2 separate regions of the Danio rerio genome follow, and region 1 is linked to region 2. A link is a contact called in public Hi-C data. All regions are on one chromosome and are shown on one strand. Each heading gives the region's core, a stretch centred on a gene start, on an enhancer-like site or on the middle of the called end of the contact. The rest is flanking DNA. Distances are from core to core; before and after follow the strand shown. Region 1 overlaps si:ch211-180f4.1. Region 2 holds the start of si:ch211-180f4.1.

Evidence for each region. Hi-C and Micro-C count contacts between places; a contact is called where the count stands out from the background.
Region 1: a contact with region 2 is called in a Hi-C map of embryo, with 2.7 times the contacts expected there. The contact joins the enhancer-like site here to the promoter of si:ch211-180f4.1 in region 2. A contact is called at or near these places in 3 of 18 Hi-C or Micro-C datasets (embryo, hematopoietic stem cells and skeletal muscle).

What each region holds. Positions count from the first base shown.
Region 1 is chr8:10,405,231-10,411,928 of GRCz12tu, reverse strand. It overlaps si:ch211-180f4.1, which reads right to left. Exons shown (of 2, transcript NM_001386705.1): 2 at 3,577-6,698. Among named protein-coding and RNA genes, the nearest start is that of otud5a, 8.3 kb to the left of the region's middle. Within about 2 kb of position 3,793, at least 6 of the 62 cell types and tissues checked have an H3K27ac peak or open chromatin away from gene starts, as enhancers often do.
Region 2 is chr8:10,353,229-10,359,907 of GRCz12tu, reverse strand. si:ch211-180f4.1 reads right to left here and starts at 2,181. Exons shown (of 2, transcript NM_001386705.1): 1 at 1,917-2,181.

The DNA of each region.
Region 1 (6,698 bases), core at 2,544-5,043, 50 kb before region 2:
CACACTTTTTATTAAGAAATTATTATTTTTGAAATGAGAAAGTTGTGTTTCATCTGATTGAAAACCACAAATCCAAAATAAATAACTAGATGCATTTTGAAATCTGCTTTTCAAAATTTTGTTGGGTTTTGTTTGGTTTATTAATTCATTCATTAATCATATTCATTATTTATAATTCATTAATGTTAGACATGGCATATGTTGTATGTTGTACAAGAAATAACTTACCTGAAAGAGGTTTTAGACTAAATATTGATTTTTATTTGGTTTGCACTTGTACTTGCGGAATAAATTACAATATTTCAAGAGTAATTATTGGAATTCATTAAAACCAAAAACAAAAATATAACATTACTCTTTATTCACAATATATACATTCATATTTTTTGCGTGCCACCACAAGATTTGTTGTGGCCTTACTTGGCCACCCCTAAGAAAATTTTCTAGGGGCGCCACTGCTAGTTTTAAGCAGAAAAAGTTACCAAAAGGCTTGATGTATCAATATGATACATAATTAATTTATAAAAAAATGTATGGTATAAAAATGGATCTTGATGGGATTAATAAACATGACAGTTCCAAAAAATTTGAAAATTCTGACTATTTGTTACTGTCAGTTTTAACAGGGTTAAGAATCTAATTAGGTATCTAAAATTTATGTAGGGGAAATTTTTAATCAAAGTATTATTTTCTATTTTGACTAAAATATATTCAGTAGGCCCACACGGAGTCTGCGTGCGCAGACATCTGCAGTTTTCTACAGATTTTTAGCCCATCATCGAGTCTATCTATTTACTTGTGTAAATTTGTGTACATTTATATTTACTCAGTATTTAAATTCATTTCACTAATATTATTGTGATATAATAATAGTAATATTAAAATGTTCATATGATTTATTTACAATACAGTTGGTAAAGTAGTATTTTCTGCCTGTAATTCTCAGCAGAAATAGCAAAACATGTTTGCAGATTCTGTCTGGCCCTAATATTTAGGGTTGTAGCCTACTTTTAAACATACATTTTGTGTGATCCCTCTTATTTTTGCAAAATAATTAATTAATAATAATAAAGAAAATTTTTCAGATTACTCATACCTTTTGAGCTCAACTGTATTTGACAGTTTATTTTGATAAAACTTTTACATGAACTTTACACTTGGATGTGTGACTGCATGTTATTGTTTTAAATGATTTTGAATTAAAATAAGTGCCACTGTATGCAATTCATACCTTTAAACCCTCTTGTTTTTGCCATATTAATTCTACCATATTTTACCATTCTATCCGCTGTCTTCCGTGTGTGATTTTTCCTGTATTTCTCCCGCATTTGTAATGTTTCTATGAAAAGTGAAAGTAGGAGCTACACAGAGCCGATCTCAAATGTGATGCAAGAACTGTTTAAGAGAATTAAGTTTTCACATTATTTTGGATTGACAGCACATTGAAATTAATGTAAAAACGGCCGCATTCACGTACTTTCCAGTTGAGTGACGGACGCGCTCCATAGTGATAAAGACGGCTTCTGAACACGTGATTTGAAGATGAATGACAGCGGATACTTTAAGATTCAGGTGTGTAAATAGACAAATACACAATAATATGTAAACATGTTTTATTTAAATACAAGTAATATTATCTTAAATTAGCATAAACAAATGTTTTATTTCATTCTTAAAGTCAGACTCGCACCTGTTATCACACAAAACAGAGGATCAAACTAAATTCATTTGTTGCTCTTTAGTAAATAGCTAACGTTAGTAACTGTAATCCATATTTAAATGCAGTGAATAAAAATTATCTTTTGAAGCTGACGGTCCATAAATTTACTACTATCAAAAGTGTTCACCATAAAGTTAACTTTACACCAGCTCATCATGGCTTTAGCCTATAGAATTATAGTGTTTTTCGCACACTATACAGAATGCAAATATGCGATTTCGGACACAGTTCAGGTGTGGCCGTGCGTCAACTGCTCCCTGCCTGGACAAAACCACCTCGTCTGCATTTATATTAAGTAAAAGCCCATGCATGCAGTGACTGAGTGGCGATAATGAATAATTAATGATATGGCGGCCCGTTGCTCCCAAAAACATTAGAAGTTGATTAAACGTATCGTGATAGTGTGGGTTAAGCCTACCAATTCCTTACTATCCAATTTGTCATGGCAGTTTTCATTTTAAGTCATTGTTCTTTTTTTGTTTTCTATTTCGCGCTCCAAGTCTCTTTACTCTTCTCTCCATTTTGAACATGTGACTGTAACCGAGCAACGGATCAATCAAATGGTCAACGAAGAGGGAGGGGTGGTATAATTTTTTTATTCAATAAAATACAATTGTATATTTATATAAAATGCAGGATAAACATTTTTAACCAAAAATTTGAATTTATTTTGTTTAATATGTATAATAATATGTATAATTTCAAAAATAGTTTTGGCACAATGGCGCCCCCCCATGTGTGGCGCCCCTATGCGCCGCATATACTGCATACCCCCTTTTTGCGCCACTGGTGACGAGTGTTCCCAAAACCTAGTTTCTGTCGCAGATCCATCATTTGAACCACGTTAGTCATAACATAAAATGCCCAAAATAATGCTCTAAACAGGGTGGAGTAACAACTTCTTTAGAGAAAAACCCCATAATTTCTTTGTGCAGATGATATTGTTTTACACATACACACATTTAAAATAAATAAATTGAACGTAAATAAATAAAAAATAAACAATGGTTTTGGGAAACGCACCCCTGTGGTCGGTCATCTAACCAGAGACTGTTATGCATCCCAAAGTCGAGGGGTAACCGTGCTTTCGCAGTAGCTTGTGGAATGCTCTGCCCCTCTGCATTAGGTCTATATCATCTCTGTCTGTTTTTAAAAGTAGGTTGAAAACTTACCTTTTTGATTTGGCATTTTATCAGTCAGAATTGTTTGTTTTATCTATAATAATTATCAGTGAGAATTGATTGTTTTAGCTATAATTTTAAAAAAAAAATTCTCAGTTGTGATTTGTATTGTTCAGCACATTGGTTGTGTCTAATAGTACTATATAAATGAAATTGACATCTTATTTTCATGTAATTAATTAAAACATTACAGTTCTTTCTTTGAGTTAATAAGCACTATTTCAAGTACTTTTGTCAATTTATCTTATCACAGACATCATTGTACACACACACACACACACACACACATGTTTTTGTGAAAAGTGGGTACATTACATAGGTTTCCATTCATTTGATACTGTTCAAACCGTAAATTGTAATTGCTCTCACCCCACCCTACCCCTAAACCCAACCATCACAGGAGACAGTGTCCAGCTTCCCTCACTGATTAAACTCATCCTGTGGGATTTATAAGCTTTTTGAGAAATGAAATGAGGTCCTCATACTTCACCTCCTTTTTGTAATACCTGTGTCATACCCATGTCACTATACAGATTTGTGTCCTGATATGTCACAAAAACATGCACGCACGCACACACACGCACACGCGCGCGCGCGCACACACACACACACACACACACACACACACTCACACACAAATAAAAAAAGCAACAAGGAGAGGCTCAACAACAGCTGTGGTGTTATTGTGTTTATTTCTCTCAAATGTTTCTTCAGACAGTCATTGCTCCTCAACTACCGCGCATGGACGTCACAACACGTCTTAACAGTGTAAAACCGTCGACTTAATTGATATATAACAATAATATTCCTCTATTACAAAATACCCTGCTATTGACTGAGATACAGCAAATCGTGTGAGACGTCATTAGTGTCCTCCGCCGCTAGAGGGCGGAGGTGGAGTGATACATTTAATGCTTAATCTGAGGTGACATCTTCTCGGCTCTTCTGCCAGTAATAACACCCAATGTGATTTACAGTCGGTGATGAAAGTACTCCTTAAAAAAATGTGACGTGAGTACGAACGACATTTCACACAAGAACCGACTGCTAGCGTCAGCTCTAGACATTGTCTGCATGTGCATGTGTTGAGTGCATTTTCTAGATTCAGGAATAATAATCTACACTACAGTAAAGTTCAGCATATAATACAAAAAACAATCGTAATAAACAGCTCAGAAATTGAGCAAAGGGGTAAGGAATATCAAGAGATGCTCAAATATATTTTACTTCGCTATCCTTCAGAGCTAAACATACCATGACATCTCATTGACCGATGACGGTGATGAAAGAACTATTGAATATGTGTCATATCTTTGGTCAAACAATATATAACAAAAGTGCACTCAGTAATTTTAATCAATTACGTTGCTCTTGCAGTGGATTTATTACAATTATCAATGCAAATGCACCCAGCAGGCACACAATATCATATATGTTGAGGCATTAGCCGGTATAAGATTCTAACGCTATGATAAACTTGGATAAAAATATCACGGTTTCACGGTATTGTGATTACTTTGCTTTAAAATGTATTCTTTTTAAATGTCTGGGTAAATATGGAGCTAATAATATGCCAAAACAATCTGAAATTGAATTATGTTAATTTGAATAATTCATTAATTTTCTTTTTGGCTTAGTCCCTTTATTAATCCGGGGTCGCCACAGCGGAATGAACCACCAACTCATCCAGCATATGTTCTACGCAGCAGATGCCCTTCTAGTTGCAACCCATCTCTGGGAAACATCCACACACTCATTCACACTCATAAACTACGGGCAACTTAGCCTATTTAATTCCATGTAACGCATGTCTTGGGGCTGTGGGGGAAACCGGAGCACCTGGAGGAAACCCATGCGAACGCAGGGAGAACATGCAAACTCCATACAGAAACGCCAACTGATCCAGCAGAGGTTCGAACCAGGGACCTTCTTGCTGTGAGGTGACAGGACTACTTATTGCACCACTTTGTTACCCCTAATTTGAATAATTGACGCTTGTAGTTTAATAAGTCTGATTTCGGACGTATTTTATTTTTAGAAACATTTAAAATATTTTGGAGCAGTAAACATAATAATTAAAATAAATCACAGACTTCTGCTGTCTTCATTCGTTTCAAAAACACAGATTTCTTTACAATTTAAAATGGCATCTTTGGATATCTTTTCCACTGGAGATACTGTTGTATATAAAAAAAATGTTGCAATGGTATAACAGAAGATTTTGGCGGTTTTAAAACCTTTACTTTCCCAAACCGCGGTATACCTTGAAAACGGTTATCGTCCCATGCCTACATATGACGTTGATCTTTAATTCTGTTTTGGTTGCGACATCAGGTGATCAAAATTTAATGTCAATTTGCTGTCTAATACCGACGTCAGCTGGCATTGATTTTTAGTTGGTTTTAGGCTGTGGCATTAACTAACTAAAATCCACCATTATTTTCACGTTATGATATGACGTCCCTAAAATCTCAAAGTCTAACATCAGTAGAAGTTTATCTTTGGTTGGTTTTATGTTGTGTAATTACCTAACTAAAATTCGACATCATTTTAATGTGACGTCTATACAATGTCAAAGTCAACCCAGGCTCATTCTGATAATGTACAGCAGTATACTTTTCTGGATATTGCGAAATACACCCCAGGAGCAAAGTTTTTTGCTGTTTTTGTTTTTTGCAAATCCACCGAAGGCGGCTGTGTAAGCTTAGGACGATTATAGACATGCTGTTTTGGAACCCCCAGAGATACTATTCTTGGCCCCCGCACCCCGCCCCCACGTTTTAAAGACAAGATGCAGCCATATGTACCTCTGGATACATATTTCGTGATCTCCAGAAATGTATATAGGGCTACGTTTTCAAAATAAGACTATGTTGGTTAAAGTCCAGGGGTGCCGCTAGGGGGGGAAAGTTAGGACGATTTCAAGGGCTCATGCCATTTTGGCCCCCCACACAACCCTGGCACCCCTCCCAACCCCACTCTTCATCCGCGACACCACAATCACTCCATCATCTGCGACACCACACCCCCCCACCGACATCACCCCCCCCCCCCCCCCTCCCAAATCCCCTTGCTTTACAATTTTGTCCACAACACCCAAGAAATGCTTTCATTTTTTTTGCGGGCAGCGGTGCCCCTGTTAAAATGTAATATCAGTAGATGTTGATATTTGATTAATATTAGGTTTTGATATTATTCTAATTCCAACATCTTGACTTTGGGTTCTGACGTCAAGCCGATTTTCATATACAACCAAAATTCAAAGCTAGTCTGAGGTTGGAATCCAGCGTCATTTTTATGTCTGTGTGACGTCCGGTGCCTGCTGGGCAGCATCACGCCAGTGTTTACTTGCAAAAAAATTACTTGACATAAATGAATTATGTGCATGAGAGACTACAATTTGCATGAAATGATCTGCATAGGTCTCAATCTCAATTCTTGAAGGGCCGCAGCTCTGCACAGTTTTACTCGAACCCTAATCAAACACAGCTGATTCAACTAATCAAGATGTGTTCAAGACTATTGGTGTCTGGTAGTCTTGAACACCTTGATTAGTTGGATCAGCTGTGTTTGAGAAAGGTTGGAGTAAAACTATGCAGAGCTGCGGCCCTCGAGGAATTGAGATTGAGACCCATGATCTGCAATAAGTGATATGCATCTATAATAAAGCAGTTTTGTTAAGCTTTTAATCTAATTTTAATGGTTAGAGCAGCAAAGTCTTAATGAAAATTACAGAGTGCACTTCAAAGAACACTTTTTTTCTTTTTAATCAAAAATAATTTGGTTAAATTTGATCA
Region 2 (6,679 bases), core at 932-3,431:
TTAGAAACTGGTAACCATTAGAAAAAACTAACATTATGGAAGTCAGTGGTTACCAGTTTCCAATATCCTTCAAAATATCGTATTTTGTGTTCAGCAGAAGGAGAAAAACTCATCAGGTTTGTGTCAAGTAAAGGATGAGTAAATCAAATGATGACAGAATTTCCATTTTTAGGTGAACTACCCCTTTAAGGAGCTTTAAACAAACATATAATCTACACTTAATACTTAAACCAGTGTCATATTTTAAATATTACTATAAATAAATATTGTATTTCCTATACTGATAAAATGCACATAGCTCCATTCAAGAATTCACAATTAGCTGATGATTGTTTATAAAGCTTGTTTGGCATGCTGTCCTGGTAGAGAGCCCTGAGCTCATAAGATCCTCGAGCCCGGGGCTCCCTCCCGTTTGCAAGGCAAGAGGGGAGTTTGAGCTCAGGCAGATTTCGAGAACGCCCTTGCTATAGTAGCTACTGAACCGATAGTGATTGCTCTTAAGAGTTGACTACTTACAAGGTGCCTTACTATGGTGCAGATTGGGATTATTTAAAAAAAAAAAAAAAAAACCCCGGGGAAACTCCTATAGATGTCATTGCTTTCACCACTCTTTTTTAAATCTTATTTTGTGTTCAACAGAATGAAGAAACTCAATCAGGTTTGTGCCAAGTGACGGATGAGTAAATCAAATGATGACAGAATTTCATTTAAGGTGAACTATCCCTTTAAGGAGCTTTAAACAAACATATAGTCTACACTTAATACTTAAACCAGTGTCATTTTTACTATAATATGTCATATTTACTTAGTCATATTACTATAAATAAATGTATTTCCTATGCTAATAATATGCACTCAGCTCCATAAATGTACAGAAAATGAGTATTTGCTGTGTACAATCTAACAACCATTTAAAATGACCCAAATGACAGCAAATAAATCATAAACAACAACATACAAACTATCAAACCTCATTTCTAGTGTTTCTAAATATGTTCATTTCTCGTGAAGCTTTCTATGATGTTTTTAAGTCTCCAAAAAAGGTATAGTTAACTAAAAACTGAAAAGTCTGCCATCATTTACCCATCCTTCACTAGTTACAAACCTGTTTGACTTTCTTTATTTTGATGAACACAAAAGAATATATTTCAAAGAAAAAAGAAAACCGGTAACCATTGACTTCCATAGTAAGTGTTTTTCCAACTACGGAAGTAAATGATTTTAAGCCATTAAAAAAAATCGCATTTTGTATTCCACAGAAAAAAGAAACTTATCAGGTTTGTGACAAGTGAAGGATGAGTAAGTCAAATGACAGCAAATAAATCATGAACAACAATATAATAACCTTATTTGCAGTGTTTCTACATCTCTCCCGAAGCGTCCCATGGTGTCTCTAGATCTCCAAAAACAAGTTAAAAAAATAGCTAACCCAAAACTGAAAATTCTGCCATCATTTACTCATCCTTCACTAGTTACAAACCTGTTTGACTTTCTTTATTCTGATGAACACAAAAAAAATATATTTCAAGAAAACGGGTAACCATTGACTTCTATAGTAAGTGTTTTTCCGACTATAGAAGTCCTTGCATTCACCTCTCTTTTTAAAAATACCATATTTTGCATCTAACATAATAAAGAAGCTGATAAAGCTTTGTAACCACGTAAGGGTGAGTAAATGGTGAGTAATGTTTCATTTTTGTGTGTGAACTATCCCTTTAAGACAAAACTGATGATCACCTCGATGGAAGCTCGAGCAAACCGCCAAAAAAGAAAAGAAACTTCTTGGAGCACAACCTTACAACTCTTAGCACACACTGCACATTCAAAGGCGGTTATAAGCCATCTAATAATTCATTTTTTAACTTCCACAACTGGATCCAGAAAAGCCTCAGAGATGCTCTCAGAAACGCCCTTACCTCCAGCGACTGTCGGATGGATCCGATCCAGGATCTCCCTCTCACCTATTTCTCTACTTATCACGTCGCACACGGTCGCTTCAGCGGTAGATTGCTGCTGCTTATAATATAGCTAATTAAATCCTAAATATGAGGTCCATTGTCATCTTCGTGCTGTCCGTTGGAAAAGCTCGTCTCCGGTGTGAAATTATTCTCGCATCACCAGCATCAGCATCGCTCCCTTATGCATCTTTTACAGTGTATTTGAAGCGCGCTTACACGCTGAGACCACGCCCCCTAGAAGATTCCCCTCATGCCGCTATTCACCAATAGGAACGCGGGGCCAGGTCGCTCAGCCAACGAAAGGCAGGAGGAGGGGCTTGGTTTTATCCCACAGCGATGATGTAATGGTGGAGTCCAGGTCGAGCGCTCCTGCGGCAGCTCCTCATACAGGCTCGTGTTTCTGATGAACAAGACAAAAGCATGAGGTCAGAAATCACCTTTATCCTCTACAGACCAGGCAAAGGCAAATAAACCAGCTTCTCCTTTTCTAAAAAGCGCTTAGCGTGTAACACATTTGATTTTAACGACTTGTGGGAAAATCATAGCAGTGAACACGTTCTTTAGCCAATAACGTTGTATTTAGATCTGTTTTTATATTGTAATGCTTTTCCCCCTTTTATAATACTATATAATAAAAAAATCTTAATAGATTTTATATATTATAATATATTTTATTTAACTGATTCATTTAATGTTTTTTTACGTTATATGTTTATCACTTGTTACTTTATGCCTTGTAAAATATAAAATTGACTTTCAAAATATTATTTAAATGTTTAAAATATATATATAATTTGAAGTCAGAATTATTACCCACCCCCCCCCCCCCCCACCGTTTATTATTATTATTTTTTTCATTTTCTGTTTAATGGAGGGAAAAAAAAACATTTGTAAACATAATAGTTTTAATAACTTATTTCTAATAACTGATTTATTTTATCTTTGCCATGATGACAGTACAGAATATTTTACTAGATATTTTTCAAGACACTTCTATACAGCTTAAAGTGAAATTTAAAGGCTTAACTAGGTTAATTAGGTTACCTAGGCAGGTTAGGGTAATTAGGCAAGTTATTGTATTAAGGATGGTTTGTTTTGTAGAATATTGAAAAAAAATAGCTTAAAGGAGCTAATAATTTTGACCTTAAAATGGTGTTAAAAATTTTTAAAAACAAATAAGACTTCTGCAGAAGATAAAATATTATCAGACATACTGTGAAAATTTCCTTGCTCTGTTAAACATCATTTGGAAAATATTTTTAAAAAGAAGAAAAAAATCAAATGAGGCTAATAATTCTGACTTCAACTATATATAAAGGAAGCGCATCAGCTGCGTAAAACATATGCTGGATAAGTTGGCGATTCATTCTGCTGTGGCGACCCCTGATTAAAAAGAGACTAAGCTGAAAATGAATGAATGAATGTATAAACAAATTACTTGTTACTATTTTCCTTTTTATAATATCATATCATTAAGACTTACATAATAGATTGTTTAATATTTATAATAATCTGTATTTATTTATATATCTTATTTGATTTATTTAATATTTTATGTAATAAATTTATTTTTTAGATATTTTATTAATTGTTACTATTTTCCCTTTTATAATATTATATAATTAATATATTCATTATATTTATAATATTCAGTTTTTATTTAGATATTTTTATTTAGATTTTTACATTTTTTTTTAATAACCAATTTTTTTTATTTTATCTTTATAATAATCTGTTTTATTTTATAAATACATATTTTTCTTGACAGGGCGAAGTGTAATCAAAAAGAAGATTTATTTAACACAACTGAAATAATATAATGAAAAACATCAGTATCAGTATGTTCAATCAGTGTAAAAAGAAAGTAAATGGATGTAGTAAATGTTGTCAGTGTATGAATGCGAAACAAAGCATAATGCCCAAATTGGAGCACAGCTCTGGCCTACTGCCAAGTGAATGGACAGCGGCCCCAACAAACTCTCTGCCGGGGTTTAAATGAGGACGCTGACCAGCATCAGGTGCGCTGAAGGCACGCCCAAATCTAGAATAAATCAAACACACAGAAACACAAAACAACGCAGTCCTAACAATGTATGCTTTTACATTCATTTCATACTTTTTATGGTCAACTTTAACTCCAAATTTGTATTACTTTATTTTTGATCATCTTTGTAAATTATTTTTATTTTATTTTATAAAAAGTCTAGATTATATGTACATTTTCCACCAATATATATATTTTGTTTTTATTTTCTGTGGCTTCTGAAACCAAGCATTTTGATCTTTTCCATATTTTAACAGCCAATAAAAGCCATATATAGGGGACTAAAGTTTTTTATATTTTATCAAAATTTTTCTAACAATATTATATATATATATATATATATATATATATATATATATATATATATATATATATATATATATATATATATATATATATATATATGTATGTATATATTGAATCATTCCAGACTATTTTACTATGATTGTTTGATACATTAGGGAAAATCTTTCTACTCACCCTATTAAAACTGCAATTCTGCTAACAGTGTATGCTGAAATGTGTTTCAAACATCTTAGTTTTGAGAGGCAACTTTTAGTTCTTATTTATATTGTTCTCATAATTAAAACAGAAGTCTCCCTATAGAATACAGCATTTCAGGACGTCTCTTGTCTCTTCATCAGCCAATAACAATTTAATCAATCATGCTCTCATTTTACCACTGAGTCTTTATAAGACTGCAAAATAAAAGATTTGAACCACCAGCTTTTGTTTTAATGAACGTTTCGCAGGAGGTCTCATTTCTGCGGATGAGTTTTGACCATTTTATGACACTGCTGTTCATCAGTGCTTTACGAATGCCATCAAAACAGCTTGAAATGCGCAACAAAACCAAGGGTGACTAATGGCTTCAGATGATCATGTTTCTAGAATCATTACATAAGAAAAAGTAATCTTTCCTCTCTGAGAAATGACTGCTTGTAAAGCATATTAAAGCATGCGATGATGTCATTGTTAAGTCATTAGTGCTGGTTATACTGCATTATGTCATCGCTGAGGTAATTTGTTGGTTCAATTATATGCAATGAAAAAACAACTGCCTGAAAATGTGTTGGCATTAATAAATTGATTATATATTGTTATTATTATTATTATATATAAAAAATACAACAGTATATTTCTTTCTATAGTAGTTTTAGAAAATACTTTGTTTTTTAAAGTAAGCCTTTTCTAATCTATTGATTTGATCGAAAATACAGCAAACACTATAAAACTGTTGTTTTCTTATAATGCAGATTAAAGTATAATTATTTTTATTTTATTTCTGAATATATTTATTAGTTTAAAAGCCTATATTCTGCTTACAAATGCTGCATTGATTTGACCAAAAATGCACTGTAAAATCATGACATGTTATTATAATTTAAATAAACTTCTTTCTTAAAATGTATGTAATGTATAATTTTTTTGCAACTCAGGCTCATTCTGAAAACGTAGCCCCGCGGACGTTTCTGGAGACTGTGAAATACATCCCGGGAGATACGTATTTGTGCAGTTTTTGTTTTCGCGCATTCCACAAGAGGCCGCTGTGTGCGCTATTTCGCGTCTCGAATGCCTCGTGCCCGCGGTGTTCTCACGTAAAAAGCCACCGGAGGCCGCTGTCGAGCAACCGTCTGTCCGACTGACTTAATGTCTAAACCAGTGGTCACCAAACTTGTTCCTAGAGGGCCGGTGTACTGGAGATTTTAGCTCCAACCCTAATTAAATGCGCCTGAACAAGCTAATCAAGGTCTAACTAGGTATACTTGAGACACCCAGGCAGGTATGTTGAGGCAAGTTGGAGCTATATCCTCCAGGACCAAGATTGGTGACCCCTGGTCTAAACTATTGACTGGGCGGCCAATCGGCCGACCCAGCCACCCTCCTCCTCCTCCTTCCCTAAACCCAAGCGTTATAAGCCCTTGGAGGAGAAAAACTTCATTTCTAACTACAGCTGATCAAATCATTATAAAACTGGTAAGTGACTTTCTAAGTCGATCTCTGTTTTGTTTGTTGTAGTGCTGTATTCATACCATAGTAATTGTAGTGTATAGAGTGTGAGATGGGACTCACACATTAGGAATGTTTGTATCTTGTTTTAACCACTCTTTGTATAAGCCCGAATTACTATTTGGTTGGTTATCTGTTTCTAACTAGTCTCCTGTTTTTATTACTGCAGACTAATTTAGTAAAAAGAAAGAAAGACGAAATGCCTGCTTGTGTTTAGCATTTTTCCTTATCGCAAACACAACAGTATTCAGGTAGTGTTTGTTTTGGCTTTTTCAAGGTCAATTAGTCGGATCTCCCAATTGCACCAGAGAAATACTGGGAAATCTCTGTAGAGTGGCATTTCATCCCGTTCAGCCTTATAATCTTAAAATGTCAGCAAAATCAGCTGTTTTGTCTCCACATCAGACATTACGCTAGAGAATCATTCAAATAGTAGCTCTAAAGTGACGTTTGTGAATTAGCAGTGGTTTCTGCTGTTCTGACGTTAGCTGCAGATGTGAATGAATGGCGGAAGTAAGTAGTTCCTTAAGGATTTTAAGACTCTCTGTGTTTATATATACAGTTGAAGTCAGAATTATTAGCCCCCTGAATTATTAGCCCCAGTTTATTTTTTCCCCCAATTACTGTTTAACAGAAAGATTTTTTTCAACACATTTCTAAACATAAT